2 separate regions of the Arachis hypogaea genome follow, and region 1 is linked to region 2. The links are chromatin contacts, called in public Hi-C maps. All regions are on one chromosome and are shown on one strand. Each heading gives the region's core, a stretch centred on a gene start, on an enhancer-like site or on the middle of the called end of the contact. The rest is flanking DNA. Distances are from core to core; before and after follow the strand shown. Region 1 holds the start of LOC112703060 (S-adenosyl-L-methionine-dependent uroporphyrinogen III methyltransferase, chloroplastic). Region 2 holds the start of LOC112703057 (small ribosomal subunit protein eS17z).

Evidence for each region. Hi-C and Micro-C count contacts between places; a contact is called where the count stands out from the background.
Region 1: a contact with region 2 is called in a Hi-C map of leaf, with 1.8 times the contacts expected there. The contact joins the promoter of LOC112703060 here to the promoter of LOC112703057 in region 2. A contact is called at or near these places in 2 of 8 Hi-C or Micro-C datasets (leaf and an unstated tissue).

Annotation. Positions count from the first base shown.
Region 1 is chr7:52,660,755-52,666,680 of arahy.Tifrunner.gnm2.J5K5, forward strand. It overlaps LOC112703060 (S-adenosyl-L-methionine-dependent uroporphyrinogen III methyltransferase, chloroplastic), which reads right to left and starts at 3,750. Exons shown (of 6, transcript XM_025754367.3): 1 at 3,421-3,750; 2 at 2,048-3,004; 3 at 1,380-1,457; 4 at 1,192-1,261; 5 at 412-689. The coding sequence starts at 2,605. LOC140174231 (a long non-coding RNA gene) reads left to right here and starts at 5,383. Exons shown (of 3, transcript XR_011863486.1): 1 at 5,383-5,551; 2 at 5,643-5,697.
Region 2 is chr7:52,430,343-52,436,094 of arahy.Tifrunner.gnm2.J5K5, forward strand. LOC112703057 (small ribosomal subunit protein eS17z) reads right to left here and starts at 1,724. Exons shown (of 1, transcript XM_025754365.3): 1 at 845-1,724. The coding sequence starts at 1,644. The coding sequence ends at 1,210.

The DNA of each region.
Region 1 (5,926 bases), core at 2,500-4,999, 230 kb after region 2:
TGGTTTGAGTTAAAAGGTGATTGATGACAAGACACTATGGTTTAATACATGTAATTACCACCATCCAGTGGGGCAAGACTTAACTATTACTATCACTATATAGATGTGTACATATTTTCCAACTAAGGCTCAATATCATAGGTTTGTTGCATAATAAGAATTTCACGAGTTTTAAGATAGCGCATTAATAATTTATTAATTTTCAATATGATACTAAAGCAACTCCAACAGCAAAAATGTTACTAGTGAGGTAAAAGAGAGATGGTTAATTCCATGGTAAGTCATAGCCCTCTTAATTTAATAGTGTCATTGTCAATGATGACTATAAATGAATGCAATGAGACAAACAAATAACTAGTTAATCAATTTGATATATTGAGAACGTGAAAAGGAAGATATAGTTATGCTTACTGTGCGCTGTTGAGGTGTTGTCCCTCGCTCAATGGCTGCAGCTGGAGTCTCGGGGGACAAACCATGACACATTAATTTCTGTGCAAGTGAAGGGAGGGTTGACAAGCCCATATAAACCACCAATGTAGAATCAGGATCGGCTGCATTTTCTGCTACAAATAGAGGATCAGTTCCACCTTTCCTTGAATGCCCCGTGAGGAACCTCACGCTATTTGCAATACCACGATGAGTTAACGGAATCCCCAGCTCTGCTGCTATTCCAGATGCTGCAGTTATGCCTGCAAGGAATGAGAATAACTGATTATGGTAAAATCACAAACCAAACATGATCAACTAAAAAGGGGAAAAAAACCTAAAAGAATAAGTGGTAACATGAACACCAATCATCTTCCCTGTCAAATTGCCAATTCAACAAGGCACTTTGTGCTTTGCGATGTAGAGTAACCAGTGAGTGTATCTAATTCTAATGAAAAGTGCCACTTTAAGTTGGATTAACCATAAACTTGCTTAGAAAGCAATGAATACACAAGGAAAATACTCGGTCACTATTATATAAAGTATAAGACATGCCTGATTGATCCACAGATACCTGTTTCAAGATTAAATAACAAACTATTTTCCGTAATGACTATTGACTCAATTTGGCAAAAACCGATTTTTATCCGTGGCAACTATATAACACAATGGAGCATTGGTGCCATCAACATTATGATTTATTAGGATCCAAAATCTTTGTAGTGTCAAATTCGTCTTAGTAAGATAAAGACACCAGAAGCATACCTGGAATAACTTTCACTTGGATACCTTGTTGCTGCAAAAAATCCATTTCCTCTCCACCCCTCCCAAACACCTACATATACCAAATGAAGAAGTGAAAAAAAAACATAAAATAGCATACAGTCCATCATCCATGACAATGCAATGCATCAAATTGCTTCACCAACGGACAACCCCAAATGGAAACTTACCAATGGATCACCCCCTTTAAGTCTCACAACAGTGGCCCCGGCTTCTGCAAAACTCAGAAGAAGCTCATGTATTTCCTCCTGCCACAATCCAACCCAAAAAAAAAAAAAATCCATTTTTATCAATATAAAAGGGGGTCTAAAACACCAAATCCTAACTAACTCAAGCAAGAACTCTTCATAAAGGGATCAAAACATAGTCACAACAAAACCCGATATGGGTATAGGAAACCCGGTATGTCTCACCACGCAATTCGCTACATTTTGTTATAAAATTACTAGTATTCCTTTAGAGAGATCTCGGTCATTCAGTACACGATACACAAGTGAAAGAGAGAATTCATTAGGGAAAACAAACACAAACTACAAAAAAAAAAAAAAAAAAAACAGTACACATATAAAATCAGAAAAAAATTTGAAAAGTTCAAATTGAGCCATAACCCATCATAAAAAAATTTAAAAGAAACCAAAACCAACGTGTAAACAACAAACATCAATGCATATTATCAACACAAACAGTCAATACTTTAATTTCAGCAATAACCATTCAGAAAAGGATAAAAAAAAAACTCTACTACAACAAAACATAGTCCAGATATATAAAATGGGAAAAATTCCCAATTCAGCAATAAAGACCGATCAGAAAAATTGAAAAGAAACCGAAACAGTACCTGAGTTCTGCTATGGTAGCCAGCAGTTTTTCCCACATAGAGAAGCCTAGCATGAGGAGCAACCAAATCTAAGACATCATTAGAGACCAACCTATCATACAGCAACAAATCAGCACCTTTGATAACTCTCACAGCCTTCAATGTCAACAACTCAGGGTCCCCCGGACCAGTTCCAACCAAGAATACATTCCCCAGTACACATTTTCCTTCACTGCTACACTTCCCTTCACTCTCCCTCTTCTCCCTCAGCACCTGAAGCAACTTCTTTAGTTCTGGAAGCTGGAGAGCTATGTCATCTTCCCTTATGGAGCCCAAATTGGAAGACACTATAGGCTTATTGTTGGTGGCGGTGTTGGTGTAGAGCCATTGGTCTCTTTGGAACCTCTCTATGGAGTGCTTCTCTGTGAAGGGTGAAGAAGAAGAAGGAGAAGAAGATGAAGAAGAAGAAGAAGTAGAAGAAGTGGTGCAGCAGTTGATGGAAAAAACTCGGTGGTAGTGGGTTGTGGTGAAAGCGGAATAATGAAGAGAGGAGAAAGATGCAAATTTGTGAAGAGCCATCTGGGGTTGTTAGTACAGAGAAAGATTCGGGATGGATTGAAGTAGAGGTGTTCACAGTGAAGTTTGGATCAGTTTGAGCCAAAACCTAAGGATCCAAACACTAATATTCCTTACGGTTTGGTTAAGATTGGATAAATTTTCTACAGATAACGATCAAATTTCCAGCTGTTTGGGTTGGATTGGATGCACAGCTTTTGAATAACAATAACAAAATGAAAAGTATCTTGTCAACACCAACAATCCAATGTTACTTAAAATCATTCCTCAAAAGCACAAGGTTCATAATATGTCATAAGATTCTTTAAGAAGCTAAGAATGCTTGGAAATGAAGCTGTGATAAACATCAGTTCAAATCTTCACCAGAATCTTCTTCATCCAATTCGGGAATTCGAGCAAGATCTAAGACAAATAAAGAAATAAATAAATATTAATAAGTTGTGCGAAATATTGGTAGTGACATTCTGGTTGAATGTTGAAACCGGAATCAAAACTTCTGCTTTTAGGTTCTAAGGACAATAAAATAAATTTATCATGGAAAACAAACATAATTCAAAACAATCATTAGCTAAAAAAATTAAACAGCATCAGCAACAAGAATGTAAGAATCAAGCAACAACAGCAGCAACACTACCAACTACCAACTAAGAATAATAAATTTTAGCTCTTAGATTCTAAGGATACTGAAATAAATTTATCATCGACAACAAAGACAATTCAAAATTATCAGAGGCTACCGAAATGAAACAGCATGAGTAGTAATAAGGGTTTAAACAGAAAAAACAACAATGTAATTAAGCAGAAGTAGAAAACAGTACCAAGAGAAGCGACGAAGCTCAACGAGATGGCAATGCTCACTCTGTGCCACTGTGAGTAGAAGCGGAGGAAAAGTTGGAGACGCTAGGGCTCTGTGTCTCTGAGACGAAGAAGAAGAAGAAGAAGAGAAGGGGATACGGCAGCAAGGAGGGACTCGAAGGTAATATATAAGAACGAGAGAGAGTGTTTGAATTGGAGTTGAGTTGTGTTAATGCGTTGTGATGTGTGAGAATGATGGACTTTGGGGAGATTGAGGAGACAGCGTACTTTGCCTTTGGGCTTTGGGAGGGGCAGGGCGTCCTTGGCTCACACTCATGGTTCAGGTTATTTATTCCTCTATTATTTTCATCCGGTCCTAAATAAATTTTTATTTTTAAAATTATATATTTTTATTAGCAAAAAATGTATTTTAAAAAATTAAATATTTTTATCAAATTTTAAATATGTATAGATATTTTTTTAAAAAAATAAATTTTTTTTCTAAAAGTTAAGAATATTTTGTCTTTCTTAAATAAATAAAAGTAAAAAAGTTTTAACTATTTTCTTTACTAAAATATCATTTATAATAATTATTAATTACAATTTATACTTTTTATCCTAATTCTCCATCCATATTTATAGTTATATATATTTTATCAAGATTTTATACGCTCTCATCATTTTTTTTTTTTGGTTTTCTACGGTATCTCCCAGTCTAGCAGGAAAAGAATTAATCTGTTGCGGTACTGAGTTCCATTTAAAGGTTTGTCGTTGGCCAATACCCAATAGGTTACTGCATGCACAAGGCAGAATTTGAACTCCCGACAGCAGACTAGTAAGCTAACTATTAGACCAATCTAACTTGGTTCTCTCATCATTTCTATTTAGGGCAAAAACACTCTTTAAAATTGCCCTCCACTAGTAATACATCTCCAACATCCAGCATACTTCAAATTTATGGACTTGTTTGCTCTCTACAAGTAGAGGTGGCAATGAGTAGGGTAGGGTAGGATTTGAACCCAACCCTAATCCTACCCGCGGGTTGAGTTTTTAACTAACATTCAATCCTACCCTACCCGCGCTCAACCTGCGGATATCCGATCCTAACTGCGGGTTGACAAAAAGAAACATTATAATGACACAGGTATCTCATAAATAATACAAGTATCTCATACACAACAAATGATCAAATAAATGAATGAAATTTATAAGTTTATAAGTTTATTTCAGTGGCTAGAAACTTTTTGCACATGCTTAAAGTCCTTGGTTCAACTCCTATATATAACATTTTTAAACATATATAACACATATTATGGAGGGTGCAGGTAGGGTTGAGACTCTACCCGCTCCGCGCCTAACTCTACCCGCAGCGGGTCGGGTTGGCAACCCTATCCGACCAGATTGAGTCGAGTTGGATACCCGCAGATAGGGTCCATGCTGTCAGGCCTATCTACAAGAAGAATAGACTTAAATAAAATTAATATATCCTTGAGCAATTTGAAAATATTTTAGAGGCAAAAAACATTGAAAGAGATGATAATGATGATAAAAAAATTATAGATCAATTATCATCACTAATGTATTATTAATTACACACGCTCACTAAAAAAACTTTTGTAAGTAAAATATAGTTAAGAAAATTTTCCTCAAGTAAAATGGACTAAAAATTTTTCTTAAAGATTAGTTATATAACGTCTGCTCTAATATAAAATATACTAAAACACTTTTTCTTAAGCAATATTGTAAACCCCGGTTAAATTAGTAGATAATTAGTCAATAAATTAATTTTTAATAAAGAGGATTAGAAATGTGAATATTATATCAAAATAGGGTAGAGCTCATCGAAACGAGAATTTTGACACTAATTTCGAAAAAATCGGTTCAAAATTGGACCGAACGGACCGAACCGGTTGAACCGGGTCCAAACCGGGCCGTGGACCCAACCGGACCAGCCCTTTAAGTGAACCCACGTTCTTCTTCTCCCCATTTTTGGCAGCGTCGAAGAGCATCAGGGAGAGGAAAGAAAGAACGTCAAATTGTTACGGTAAACTTCCGATCCCCGTAACTTCTCCGTCCGAACTCCAATCGCCGTACCATTTGCGGCCACGCATTTACCGCGTCGAGCTTTACATTTCTACCGGAACAATTTTATAGGTGACTCATTATTTTACACTCAGCCTTCATTTCCCCCAATTTTCGAATTTTAAGTAGGAATGTTAAATTTCTTTGATTTCTGATGTTTTAGGATCCAATTAGCTTGAGAGAAACGTTTACTCTTGCTTATGTGAAGCTTGGGTAAGGTGAGGATACGATAATTCTATTTTATTTTCTTTGAATTTGAGCTTTGAGTATTAAATTGGATATATATGTGTTATAAATGTGTATTAGGTTGTGAATAAATAATTGGAACTTGAAATTGTGAATATTGGAACTTGGAGGAAGCTGATTAGTTGAATTTTTAAGGGGCTGCCTTGGTTTTAAATAATTTGCTTTGGTCGTTACGTGGAAATCGGTCAAGGTATGGTTTAG
Region 2 (5,752 bases), core at 474-2,973:
AATTATTTTTAAAGACAATAAAATCTCAACAAAAAAAATATTCTTTTGGTTCTTAATCTTTCCTTCTGTTAATATTTTTTATTTGTATTAACAAAATAAATTTACATAACATGTTAAACTATTAACTTATCAATTAAAAATCAATTAGGATTAATAATTTTTTTTGTTAGAAATCTCCTTGTCTTTTAAAAATAATTATCAAGACCGTTTAATTTTTATTATTTTTTTAAATATATTAACTAAATTTTATGTGTAAAACTAAAAAATATTAGTAACTTTTAAATTACTTTTACCAATAAAAATTAAATAAAATATATATTAATAATTAACGTATCATATAAATATATTTTGAAAAGAGCTCATTAACAAAAAAACCATCCAATCTCACAAAATTAAATATTTAAAACCAAAAAAATATTATTTTTGTTTGAAAACCTGGTGGTCATTCAAAAACGGAGCCGGAGTGGGTATATATTTGCTATACTAATAACATCTTTAAAAACACTCATAGCAAACGCAAAAGATTGGGTTTCGATTACCAAAATTTGCTATAACGTGAAATCACATTGACGCACAGATTAGCTTTTGTGCTCTAAACAATTGCTAATTATATAAGGTGCAAGTTATCTCGATCTCGTTTGATTGACAAAACATGATTACTTTTTCTTGGAAATCGTGTTCAGATTTTTAACGCAAATGCGGAGTATTCGTTCGAACCGTGCAGCTACTTGACCAGCTGTATATCAATTATGAACGAATTAAACACTAAACCACGATTAATGGTATAACTCAACCTATTATGATTCCACTAAGTTTCCAGCAAAACGTCACAAAGAATAACCAGTTTGAACAAAATTATTATACTTTAAGTTTGGCATCACAACATCCACCGATTATAAGTTTCAAGCATAACACACCCCACAGAATTCGTGAAGCATGCACAAATTTAAGTAACAAAACCTAATCGGCATATATTTCAGTTTCATCACAATTTCACCAATATATTGCCTCTAATTATAAGTTCATAACAAATATTAACTAAAATCAAGCCACACAAATTTATCCTCAAAAACCTAATTCGCAGAAATTCTTCATTTCCACTAAACCAGTATTAAGTTCAAACATATAAGATAACATTACTTTTCCCCCAAATTAAAAACCCTAATATCGATAATACAATTCCAAAACATAGAAAATTTGTCTGTTTTCTCAGTACCTCCTCTGAGCACCACCGAATCCAGCGCCAGGGCGACCAAAGGGGATCTGCTGAACAGGAACGGGATCGACCTGAGTGATTCCAGGGATGTCGGACATACCTAGAGACTGAAGCATGTCAATGGTTTCCTTGTCGACCTCGATGTGTTGAGTGTCAATAGCGGACACATCAGGAACGAAGTCCATGCGACGCTCCCTCTCCTCTTCTTGAAGCTTGAGGGAGATGCCTCTGACGGGTCCCTTCTGGATCCGCTTCATGAGGTGAGTGGAGAAGCCTGCGATCTTGTTGCGGAGCCTCTTGGAAGGGATGAGGGCAACTTCTTCTAGAACCTTCTTGTTGGTGTGGAAGTCAAGAGTCATGCGAGAGTAGTACCTCTCGATCACTTGCCGTGAAGATTTCTTCACTGTCTTGGTTCTCACGCGCCCCATTCTCTCTCTGTTTTTTCTTTCTTCTTCTTCTTCTTTTTCTTCTTCTCAACACGAGAGAGGAGAGTCGGGGGAGGCAGGGTATCATATGGGGAATTAGGGTTTTGCTAAGTTTGATCGTGATGGGCCGGGTTTAGTCCAACCCGGCTCAAATTACATTAGTTGAGCAAAATGGACCATTAATAATCTACATGGTTTAAGGAACAAAATAATCGTGACAAAAAACTACATAGTTTGGATACAAAAACAAAATCTACATGGTTTGTGTCACCAAAAAGAACAAAAAAAAACATTCCTACCAAATAATAATAATAATAACAATAATAATAATAATAATAATAATATCTATACTAAATACCAAAAAAAAATCTATACTATATATATATATGAGAATATTCTATACTCCTATATACATATGAAGTACGGACACTTCGCTGAGTTATTGTGTACACGTGTCAAACACATTTTGGACACGACATTAACTGACACTTATTCAACACACATGTCTGCTGTGTCCAACAGTATCTTAATAAAAAACAAAAAAAATTTTCGGACATGCCTAAATACACCTAAATACTATTACGTGTCTTTGTGTCCAGTCTTACTCTTAACATATATTCTTAAAATAAATTTAGATTTAATATATATCATTATTTATTAAAACAAAAAAAATTTAAATACTTGATATAATTAAAATAAGACAAAAAATAATTAAAAATTTTTATTTATATTTTAATATCAATAAAATATCAAAATATTATTACGATATATTTAAAAAATATTTTATATTTTATATATATATATGTTTCCTATCATTTAAATTTTAAAATTCACTTATCAGTGTATCTTATATCGTATATCCATATCAATGTCCTTGTATCATAATCATATACGTACTATATATAATGAGAATACGAAAATAATTACATGTAAAGATGGCCATTGGCCTGCCATGACGAAGTTACTTTGGCAACCACTTTTGTTTATTTTATTTTAATTTTATATTGTATATAATCATATAATCGCATTCATCTTTTAAAATTATTATGTACATAATCAATAAAAATAATAATTACTTTTATAATATAATAATATTATATAATTTAATACACGTATAAAATTAATTTATACTAACTGTATATTAAAATTAAATTTAATTTATATTTATAACCAAACGTTTTTGAGATCAGAATATTCATTATGATATAATTTTTTGTTGTGTTTTAGTAAATTCTTTTACTTTGAAGGCTTTTTAACCCAGAGAACCAAACCGATAATTGGCTTGGTAAAACTACTAGAGTACTAGGTTATTAAAATTGAATTACTAATGGAACTAATTAAACATTTAAATAAAACTCATTTTCAACATGAGTATTTTAAGTATTTTTGGTATTAAATTTATTATTTTTAGATTTTAATAATTTATTAATTAATATATTTGTATTATACTTTAAATATTTGTTAAAAAATATTATATACCGATAAAAAAGTATATTGTGATTAATTAAAGATATTTTTATTATTTTTTTAATTATTTAATAAAATTTAAAATTGATTATAAAAGTTGTGAATAATTATTAATTACAAATATCATTCATTTAAATAAGAATAAGTACAAAATAAAAATTAAAATTGAATTAAGAAAATATATATATATATATATAAATATATATATATATAACTAGTTTAAAAGATACATCTTGTTTTTTCCATTTATGTTTACGATTCGATGCGAACTACTTTGTTTTCAATAGATTTCAGCACCGTTAGCAAGTCTAATTGCAAAAACGGTCTTTATATCGGTCTAAACCGGCCAAATTTGTGAATCATCGATTTTTCGATTGGATTGGTGCGTCCAATCCAATTCTAATAACTATGTTTTAAAGAATTTTTTTATTTTAAAGATAACTTAGTTTTTTATGTATTCTTTGTAATAATATGGTGTATTTGAAATTGGTGTAATAATAAAATTTTCAAAGGAAAACAACTATTTGTGCTCATAAACGTTACAAATGCTAACAAAAATATCCATTAAAAAAGAAAACTAACGTCGTATCGAACAAAAATAGATTCCATATGATAAAAGTAGTCAAACTCTAATTTTTTTTGTTGACTTTTTTAATAAAATTTCAAAATTACCCCACCCTCTATCTTCAACCTCACCTCTACCCCCTCTCTTCTTTCCCAAATCCTCTGTTTCGATCTAAATTCTTCATAGCGCTTTGTTCGTTCTTCTAATTCCGATGTTGCTCCTAATCATAATGTTACTTCCATTGAATTAATTAAGTATGCTTCCCTTCTCTATTTCATTATTCATATTCATGTTTCCTTTCTTCTCACTCTTTTCCCTTTTTATAGGATATTTTGCATTCCCAATCGTCATAGACATTAATAGATTCGTGAGATTTTGTCTCACATATATGCTACTTATCTCTCTCTAAACTTCTTTTTATTATTTAGAATTAGCATTTAACTAACTTGATAAGTAGAGGTTTTTTAACCATTTACTTGATAAATATAAAATAAATACATTAAAAAATTGAATTCATATGTTTTCTATAAAAATTTCTTTTATTAGTAACCTTAAAGTCACATGTTTCTCTTCTTGTTTATATTATAACTAACTAACTATCTACCATGATATGGTGGGATGTGAAAAGTTCAGGTTTTCTTTTCTTTTGGTAGATAATGTGATGGGTTAAGTACGATTTTGGTTCTTAAGGTATAAATTAAAAATTTTTTTTGTTTTTAGTCTTTTTTTCATAAAAAATCGTTCATACGGTTTAACTTAATTTTAACATCGTTATTTTTACCAAAATTTTAATTTTTATTACTAAATTACCCCTAACCAAAAAAATTATAAATAAAAAAAAAGAAAAGAAAGAACGGGAAAGGAAGTGGAGGGGAAAGGGAATCGCGAAGGGGAGGAAAGAAGGAGGAGGGGAAGGGAAAAAGAAAGGAAAGAAAGGGGGACGGTGCCGGCGAGGCTTGGAGCTTCCGTCGTCGTTGGGAATCAGTCCCTCAACAAGCGTCACATTGTCTACCCAGTCCGTGTCAACCTCAACAAGCGTCATCCGCATCGCCCATGCTCAGTCCCTCAACAAGCGTCACATCGTCGCTGAAGTAACCCTCAACCGCAATCTCGCTTTCCTTGCTGTTGTCGCCGCAACGACGACGTCTTTCGCCAGGTCTTCTTTATCACCACCACAGGCGATTTCCAATTTTTCTCGGGTTTCAATTTTGCTTCTGTTACTGATTTTATTAATCAGATTGCTAATCATATATTTCTGATTCTGATTTTGTTAATCCACAAATTTTGATTATGATTATGATTTTGTTAATCACATTGTTTTCAATTTTGATTCTTTGTTCTTCTACTTCTGTTACTTCTGCATTTGATTCTGCTTTTATTTCTAATTTTGATGCTTTTGATTTTGTTTCTGTTTCAAATTCAGCATCTAGTTCTTTGTTCTTTTAATTTTGATGCTTCTGTTACTTCTATTTCTTCTTCTATTTCTATTTTCAATTTTGTTTCTGCTTTTGTTTCCAATTCCGCTTATGCTTCTGCTTCATTGTTGTTGCTGAAGAAGAAAAAAAAAGGAAGAGATGGCTTCATTATTTTTCTTTGAGAAAATTCCACTCCCCTCCTCTGCCACATACTAACATAACACTCCCATCCACTCTCTTTATAAAATGTATATTCCCCTTTCTTATAACTTTTAAAAAACCTCCTCTTTAATCCATTTTAAATTTTTTGTTTTAACTAATGTTAACTTTATCCATTTTACAAAAAAAATTAATTATTTTTTATAAAAATACTTTTTAGCAAAATTTTTTTCTTTAAATTTTGTTTACCAAAATATCTTTTAATAAATTATTTTTTATTAATTAAATTGTATTTTTACCAAAATATTTTAAAAAATTTAATAACTAAATTATTTTTTTCTAAGATACCCTTCAATAATTTTTTAATTATTAAATTATAATTTTATCAAAAATTTTGTTAACAATTTTTTTTATATTTTACTATTAATTTTTCAATATCAATATATATTAATTGTTATACATATTAATAATGGTAAGATTTTTTATTTAATGTTAAAATAATATA